Linked DNA regions of Gasterosteus aculeatus: regions 2 and 3 are each linked to region 1. Evidence: chromatin contacts called from public Hi-C data. All regions are on one chromosome and are shown on one strand. Each heading gives the region's core, a stretch centred on a gene start, on an enhancer-like site or on the middle of the called end of the contact. The rest is flanking DNA. Distances are from core to core; before and after follow the strand shown. Region 1 overlaps ccnd2a (cyclin D2, a). Region 2 overlaps ccnd2a (cyclin D2, a). Region 3 overlaps ccnd2a (cyclin D2, a).

Region 1 (2,700 bases), core at 152-2,651:
CGCACAGAGCAGCAGCATTCTCCAAGTTTTTCTCTGATTACAGCTAATTCCTGCGTCACCTCCCCGTGCCCCGGCACATTCCACTGGCTGTTTCAATTTTGGATTGAGGTATTTGCCTTCTTTTCTCTTCATTTAGCAACTTGAAAAAGGTCCTGTGATCGAGCTCTTTGCAAATAAATCTCATTCCCTCCCAAAGGGATGTGACTAAGGTTTAACTGTTTTTGGACAAAAGTCCACATGACATGAGTGGGACGGACTCCTGTGTGATTGGTTGATAATTACCATGTTTGGAATGATGGAAAGCTTCTTGGAAATCTGTGTCTCAACTCTTCATGGGCAGTTTATTGCACATGAAAGGAGAAAGGCGCCGTCACTGATTAACAGAAGCCAATATGTCAACTACAACAACTACCTCTGGTGAACCCTGATTCAGTAACAATACATCAACTAGCTATCTAGAGGTAGAGTTCACTCGCTCTCTCCAAATACACACACCTTAGAGGTACATGTAGATTTATTAAGAAAGATGATATTTTTTGCATTTTTTGCAACATTTGGACAGTAACGCCCATAACGTTTATTAAAAGAATATTGATTTTTTCAATTTAGTCACACCTTCTGTGACTCATAATCAAATGGGTGGGCCTGTAGAGATATTGTGAATAGGCTGTGCAGCTCACCGCCTGGATCAAAACGAAGCTACGCTGACATAACGGTACGTTGGTCGCCTCAGATCGACAGCAAACAGGATGTTTCTTTGGATCCGCTAGCGATGGATGTGAAACAAAAAGGTGAAGTTGCGAGCTGCAGGCTTCAGGTCTGTAACAGCTGAGAGCTCTCGCTTTGACTCAGCGTAATGAAAGATCGCTTTTCTGCTCCATCATGAGCCGAACCACTGGTTGCTAGAAGTTCATACAAAAAATGGGGATGACAATCTCCACTAAAAGACCAATAACTCACAAGGTTTGGAATCGGATTCATATTTTTTGCCAAAGTGGAATAAGTTAATTAAGTTTTTTCTTTATATTCCTGGGAAATCATTTCTTGAGGTTGATCGCATAATCTTCTTCCTTCCTAGATGTTCTCAAGAGATTTGAGGCAAGCAAGGGAACAAAGAACAAATAAATCCTAATAATAATGCAGTAACATTTTTGAGAGAGTGTTGCATTCAAAGTGAAGCTAACCCCAGTCCTTCTGGACAGTGTGGTTTGAGGTGCTGAACCGCATTGAATTTGTGTTTCCCTCATTTTGTCCACCGTAATCTGATGCGGTGAATCTGGGCTGAATAACTTCTATCGGGACGAATGTGCGCGTGAAGGCACCGTACGTCCTGTTTGCCTCTCCGGCTCTCAGCACAGCGGTGGCGGCGGGTTCTCACTCGCCCTTTCCTCTGTGCCTTCCAGCAGCTGCAGTCAGCCGGTCTGACTAGCGCCCTCTGTGAGCGGCAGGCACTAAATGTTTCTGCAGAACACTAACCGGCGGAGCAGGGCAGGCAGCTGGACAGGCAGCATGGCCACCGGGAGCCCTCATGGCAGAGACAGTGGTGCAACCCCACCCCGAGGAACAGCTGCTCCGCCATCAATCACACTTACACCACCGACATGGGATGAGCAACTTATGTTACTTATGTTTCCGGAACCATTCGCTATGAGGCTTCGACAACGTCTTTCATTTTCTTAAAATAACAACAATAAGTGAATTTGAATTTGTCGGCGCTACAAACATACAAAATGTGAATACAATGTTCTTGCTTGCACCTAATGTAAATTTAAGCTTTTGTCACAAAAAGATCCCACTGCTCACACTGATATTGCTTCTGTTTGCGTGTGTGTGTGTGTTAACCAAATCAAGCAGCCAACCAAACAAAGCAGAGGGCAGGATGTGTTCCTTTAGACTCGGGGGCCAATCGCCAAGGCGGTGTCGGTAGATTTCACGTCAAGTCACGTCACGCATGCACGGTCGACCGCGGGAGAGCTAACGGAAAGCTAATGATAATTAGCGATATTTGCTCACTAACTCACACATTTAACCCTGGCTTAATCCAACCCGTGCAAGTCATCAAGTAAGGTCATGACCGAGAATGCGTGGGTTGATTGTGACGGTTCCCCGAGGGGCTCGTTGTTTAAAAAAAATATTGATTCGTTTTCCGCAAACGGTATGCAGCGCTGTCCTGTTTGGGTCCTGCTACTACACGTTCGCTGGGGGGGTGGGTGGATTGCCATTACTTGCTAATACTTGGCAATCTACCCACCATTGGTCTAAACCAGGGGTCCCCCGACCAATGGTAGATGAGGTTTGGATAAAGTGTGAAAATTGTCAAATTCATTTGTGGAAAAAAGCTACGGCTTACACCACAGGCCATAGAGAGTGGTTTAACGTGGAGAAATCTATTTAATCATGTGAAAAATACCTCCTGTCTTTTCACGCACAACACATTCCTGCTACTCGACACTCGACTGTGGCGTTTCATTTGAACTGTAGCTTTGGTTTCTTTCTTTCTCTTTCTTCCTGTCAGTTCTTTCACTATTACATTACTGAACATACTCTCATGTCTTGGTTACTGTCAGCTTGCACCTCGTGATTTCATTTTCTGGACATTTAAGAGCAAAACTCCAGTCTCCCTAACCTTTTATTGTTTCAATAAAAGGACATCATCTTCTGTTTACATAGCTTGAATACAGTGAGACGTTTTTTGTCTTT
Region 2 (2,715 bases), core at 178-2,677, 48 kb after region 1:
AGGGGTTGCAGCATCGCACCACTGCACGTAGGGGTGAAATGAATAGAAAGTAAGTAAATCGACATGAGAGATCACGAAAGTTGCTGAATGGATTCTTTTTGCAACACGCCGAATTCTTGGCACGTGCACACATGTGGACACAGAGCTGCATCTCCATCTGCTCATGCTCCGTGCTCGGGGAGACGTGGAAAATTACAGCGGGAGCGAACACTTGTGGCTTACGTCTCATCTTTGGTGTCAGAGAAGTGTGACTTAAAAGGGAGGAGAATGGAAGAGACAAACTATTTTCAACAACCGTAAAGCTCTGAGCTGTCGAAGACCAGAGCTTCAGAGTTCAGGAAAGGTATCTAGTTAAAACCAAGCTCACCAACTTGGCCCACGGTAACCAGCCTCCCATTTCCCGGCGTGTGAACATAGATGAATGGAAGAGAGTTGCGGGCCTCCATACGATGATATTGGAAAAGAAGGATTGCACATTGGAGAGAACAGGCCCGAGGCAGGCAAAGGGAGACGGACGTCAAGGCAGCTGCATCTGCTCTTGCGGTTATAATAGCTGCGATGGAAATACGTCAACCAAAGACCAAACATTTAATGTAAACCCCCATAAAATGAATGGAACCAAATGACGTTGGGTTCCCATGAACGGGTTCTCTTGTCCATTTAGGAAATGGCACCGTTCTAGAATTTCACTGTAATCGTATTGGTGCTTTTTCCACGCTGTGGGAGTGGTGCTATCTGCATTAATGACATACAGGGGAAATTTGATGGAACTTTTTCTGACTCATATATACATAAAGATGCGCTGCACAAAACCAAACGCACACGCACACACACACACACAAGCACATAGAAATGTACCCAAGCATCTGTGACGCTACTCAAACACACAGGATTCCAAATGGGGGTGTGAGCACCTGAGGAACACCTAAGGAGACCTTTGACTGTGAAGTGCAAGAAAGTCCAAAAACGACAAGTTAAAAACATCCTTATTTCGAAGACAAGGAGTGTTTTTTTTCTACCGCAGATTCCGTTTTTGTGGGCGCCACGCAGTCGACGACGCACCCGACCATAACGACATGAAGCTTAGTCTCTGGCCGGCCGAGAGAGGGTTCCAACTAAGATTGGAGACGGTCTTCAAACCGGATCTCAATTGTGTACATTTGTAATTATACAATGGTTGGCATCTTCCCTTTAGAGGAGGTCAAACATCTGGAATTGGGCACGACAGATGCTTTCCTTAACACAGTTAGACAGGAAGGGGAGAAGGAGAGAGAGAAAGAACAAACAAAGAAAGAACAAAAATAATATGGGGACGATTTGGCGAGACTAGTCAATGCAGGTTTTTCCTTTCTAGTGTGCAGGCATGTGAGGTATGTGCTGAATGAGGACACAAAAGATGAGTCCTTGCAGTTCCGCTCTTGGCCCAGATCACAGCAGTGGAGCAGCCAGAAGGCTATTCGATCAGTCAGTCAGCCCAACAGCCACAGCTGCAGCAACTAGTGCTGTTGTGGTCTCTCAGCAGCTTCTTGGAGACTGCAGTGCGCGTGCAGGCAGCCACACGAGCGTGCATCAACGCAGACGCCGCTGCAGAGCATACAAATGATTTGGAAAAAGCATTCTACCTGACCCTATTTTGCAAATCCACGATAGGTCGACTGTGTAAAGAGTTCCAGCAATCACAGCCTTTGCATCTGCAGTGTGCTCGGAAGGTCAAAGCCCCTCTTAAGGAGATGCAACTTGACGTTGGAACTTACTCAGACCAACACCATTTTCTAAGCAGTACAAAAATGTCAACACTGAGCACTGTGATTCCTTTACAAGGGGTTTTATGTGTCAGAGGATTGGAATACAGTGGCATTGTGCTGGGCAGCTTTCTTGGAATTCTTTTACTGCTGTTCAGAAATGGAAACTTGAGGATCCTTTCTTGCCATGAGTGAGAGGCGGAGCTGCGGGCGCGAAGCTTGTATTTTCTAGCAGGTCAAACGTGCTGATTGACTTACAGTGTACACCTGCTAGGCCCTCTGCAGACGGGGGTCCGCAAACTGTGCTTTGGTTGAAATGATGCCATTGAAATAGTTCATTCAGCTTTCACGTAAAGTACTGTCCGTGACACCTGCGCTCTACCTCCTGATGTTTGTATAATGTCCTAACATTAAGTGAGCCAATAGCATTCACTTCCCGAGCTTATTATTGCACACACTAGGTACTCAAAGAGAGCAATCTCACACGATTCCCTTGTAAAGAAACAAAAGAGGAAACTTCCCTCTGTGGGAATGGAAAGCACAAACACCGAAAGTCAAGGCAGCCCGGTCCGCCATTTGAAAATGGAAGAAAGGGCTGTGACAGTATCATCAGGACTTGATTCAGAACTGTGATGGGGTACGGCAGTCTTTGTAGGAGCTTTGTTGGAGAGAGCGTAAAAGGAATTAATAGATTATTGCTACTTTAAGGCCTGCAGTTGCAGTGTCATGTCATAGCACTAAATACGGTGCGATGTAAAAGTAAAACACCCAAGTTAAAATGGATGTGATGAGAGAGTGAAAATATGGCCGACTGTGTCAAACCTTTAGCAGGACGGCAAATCCAACTATCCTCAGACGCGAGGATATTATGTTGAAGACATCTGCTGCGAGTCCGTTCAAAAATGGCCGAAGACGAAAGCGGCGTCTCACACCTAGACGGGTTGTTTGACAAAGACATGAACCACATTTGACA
Region 3 (2,700 bases), core at 107-2,606, 42 kb before region 1:
TGTGTGTGTGTGTGTGTGTGTGTGCACGCGCGTGTCCCATTATTTTTCTATATTGCATCTTTCTGCCAATTCTGTTCTGTAAATAAATTCACCCCTTTCGGAGTAAACGGAGCGGCACGTATAGTAAGATACCTCACAGGAAACACCGTGGGCAGCGTTTGAAGTGCAGTTTTGAATCACACGTAACTCTACACCTATTCTGTGTCATCGGACTCGGAAGAATTCAATTCTCTGTACTTCACAAATCACTTTTAACGCGGCTCTCGTGGCAAATTGTGGAGGGACAACGGGCGTGGTGTTCTGCTCTGTAAAGGGTGAATCATTACTTTCACTTCCTTGAGGAGGAAGTGATTAACGGAAGAGGTGGTGACTAATTCGGGAAAAATTTTCGTGGTTTGGTTCCGGACTGCAGCCTTGTGACCGGGACCAAGGATGCTCTTTATTTTCCCTTTCAGTGAGAGAGAGAGAGAGAGAGACCACATGGACTCAGTCATGAGACAAGTCAACATGGCTACCACTGACCCGGCATGCTTATCCAAGGGCCATTTCTCAGCTGTTTCCTCAGCTCTGTGATGCTACGAACACGGATAGAAGTGGTGCAGAGGGTTTTAAACAAAACATCAACAAAAACAAAGATTGTGTTTGTACCCACTGATACCCATGAGGGAGGAAGCGAGAATTGGAAAGCACCTCCGACTGAAAAAAGGTTAAAAATATCTTCATCTGCTTGCTTGAAGGTGTGTAACCACGATGTGAGAGATTCAACAATTTGATCATATGCAAATCATGGCCCAACAGTGGCCTGTTGATTGCGTCAGCCCGAATGTCTGCAACGAGGCTGCCCCCTGCTCTCAAAAGCCTCTTTCCACCGGAGACGGCAAGCCGGATTCAGGCCTACAGCGAGGGCCGTGAAGAACCTTGCAACACAGGCTCGGTACTGACGAGAGTGGCAGGCATGCAGGCACCCACTTCCTTCTGCTATAGTGCCTTCCTCTGGTCACACCATCTTTGTAACATTGCGGTTCTCTTTACAAGAAATTGTTACCAAAGACAAGGACAAAAAGAGAAAAAAAAACGATCACATGCCCCGAGCAGCTGATCTCCGTTTCCTGTATCTGCATGTCAGCCAAAATACTGCCTTATACAGAAACAGAGCGAAGAGGCCCCGGCAAACCAGTTGGGACTGAGGGCTGGGTCTTCAGACTGATCATAAAAAGTAGGACGTTTTTTGTTTTTTTTGTTGTCAAGTGCAGCAAAAAGATTACCGTTTTATTACACGAGTCCGCCCCGTCTAACACCACTTTCCCATTTGAACGCATGTCACCCCTACAACCACGATACGCTGACCATTGCACCTTTCCCTGAGTCAGAGTATGTGGCCTCTTTCACAACATGGGTGGGATTGGCTGTTGTTTACTAAGGAATGTTTATGAAGCACCACAGAGCGGTGGGGAAACACTTATCTGATGTGAAACTGAGTCAATTAGGTGGTAAGAGCCGGTACCATCAGGCCTCAGGGAACATAGCACAGTCTAATGGCATTTTGCCGACTCTAAAAGACACCTGCAAGCCCCACTCACTTATGTGCTTCGCTGTGACTGGGACCTACATTTCATCGCTGAAAAATGTGTGAGGAGCAAAAATAGCGCCGCATGACATAACATCAGAAATGCTTGCATCAATGGTTATTTTTGGACAGAGGCTGAACTGTAAAAGGCAAACTTGTATTTCTCTGTGTCTCTCCCTCTAAGGCTGACAGGAACAGAGTCAGAACTTTGGCCGAGGTTCAAGCTGACCTCGTTGCTCTGTGAAAATATCTGCCAGTAGATGGCGATGGAGACCATTGCACGGCCGCGATGGTTACTGTAAAGCCCAGTGGGTCTGGTACAGTGAAGAGATTCATTGTGGAACAATTCAGTGTGAGGCTTTCGCTTTTCGTGCACCTCTTGATGATGGCGCGACACGACAGAGCCGGTAAAAAGAGAACAACCCTGCAGGTACATTTATAAAACAAACGCACTTGAATACCATAAAACCAACTAAACACCCCCCCCCACCCCGCTTTTCAAGACAAAACGTACATACATCATGGTGTCTTGCTTATGTCAACAACATGAATCGTCATAGGAACGACAGTGAATTTTGTGAAAAGTGTTAAACCAACGTTTGCTTACCAGCAGTTCTTGTGGTCTGATGGAGTTATCTGTGTAGATGCAAAGCTTCTCTGCGGTTAATGGACGGGTCTCTTTCAATTTGGATGCAAGAAACATGCACACTGCTCCCAGCAGCTGCAGGTTGCACTTTTTGGTGGGTACCACAGCTAAAAATCTATCTAAGTAGTTCATGGCCAGGGGAAAAACCTCTTCCTCGCACTTCTCCTCCTCACAAACCTGAAGAACGAGACAGCAGACAATGCAGCAATGTTCAACGTTTGGAATCAGTAACCCACCCTGGAGTGAGCGGACTTATTTTCCAGCACTTTAGAATGTGTATAAAACTTTTATGAGAAAACGAAACAAAACTCTAATCACATAAAGAGCACATATAAATTCAATGACACGCATAGTTGGGGCCGGGCCAAGAATTTGCGCCCAGCCCCAATCGGTTGCGACATCAGAAATTAATTCGGAATAGATTGTTTCATAAAGAAGGAAATAAGTCCCAAAGGCATATTGTCAATAGAGTGGCTTTCATGTAGTC

Evidence for each region. A called contact is a pair of places that touch in the nucleus more often than the background predicts.
Region 2: a Hi-C map of tail fin shows a contact between it and region 1, with 2.8 times the contacts expected there. The contact joins two enhancer-like sites. A contact is called at or near these places in 2 of 6 Hi-C or Micro-C datasets (skeletal muscle and tail fin).
Region 3: a contact with region 1 is called in a Hi-C map of tail fin, with 3 times the contacts expected there. The contact joins two enhancer-like sites. A contact is called at or near these places in 3 of 6 Hi-C or Micro-C datasets (skeletal muscle, tail fin and whole body).

The regions. Positions count from the first base shown.
Region 1 is chrX:6,240,355-6,243,054 of fGasAcu3.hap1.1, forward strand. All of the region lies in intron 1 of ccnd2a (cyclin D2, a), which reads right to left. Among protein-coding and RNA genes, the nearest start is that of tigara, 61 kb to the left of the region's middle. Within about 2 kb of position 1,402, at least 5 of the 9 cell types and tissues checked have open chromatin away from gene starts, as enhancers often do.
Region 2 is chrX:6,288,189-6,290,903 of fGasAcu3.hap1.1, forward strand. The region is part of intron 1 of ccnd2a (cyclin D2, a); the gene reads right to left. Among protein-coding and RNA genes, the nearest start is that of ccnd2a, 16 kb to the right of the region's middle. Within about 2 kb of position 1,428, at least 2 of the 9 cell types and tissues checked have open chromatin away from gene starts, as enhancers often do.
Region 3 is chrX:6,198,350-6,201,049 of fGasAcu3.hap1.1, forward strand. It overlaps ccnd2a (cyclin D2, a), which reads right to left. Exons shown (of 6, transcript XM_040162197.2): 3 at 2,175-2,390. The coding sequence starts at 2,345. Among protein-coding and RNA genes, the nearest start is that of tigara, 19 kb to the left of the region's middle. Within about 2 kb of position 1,357, at least 3 of the 9 cell types and tissues checked have open chromatin away from gene starts, as enhancers often do.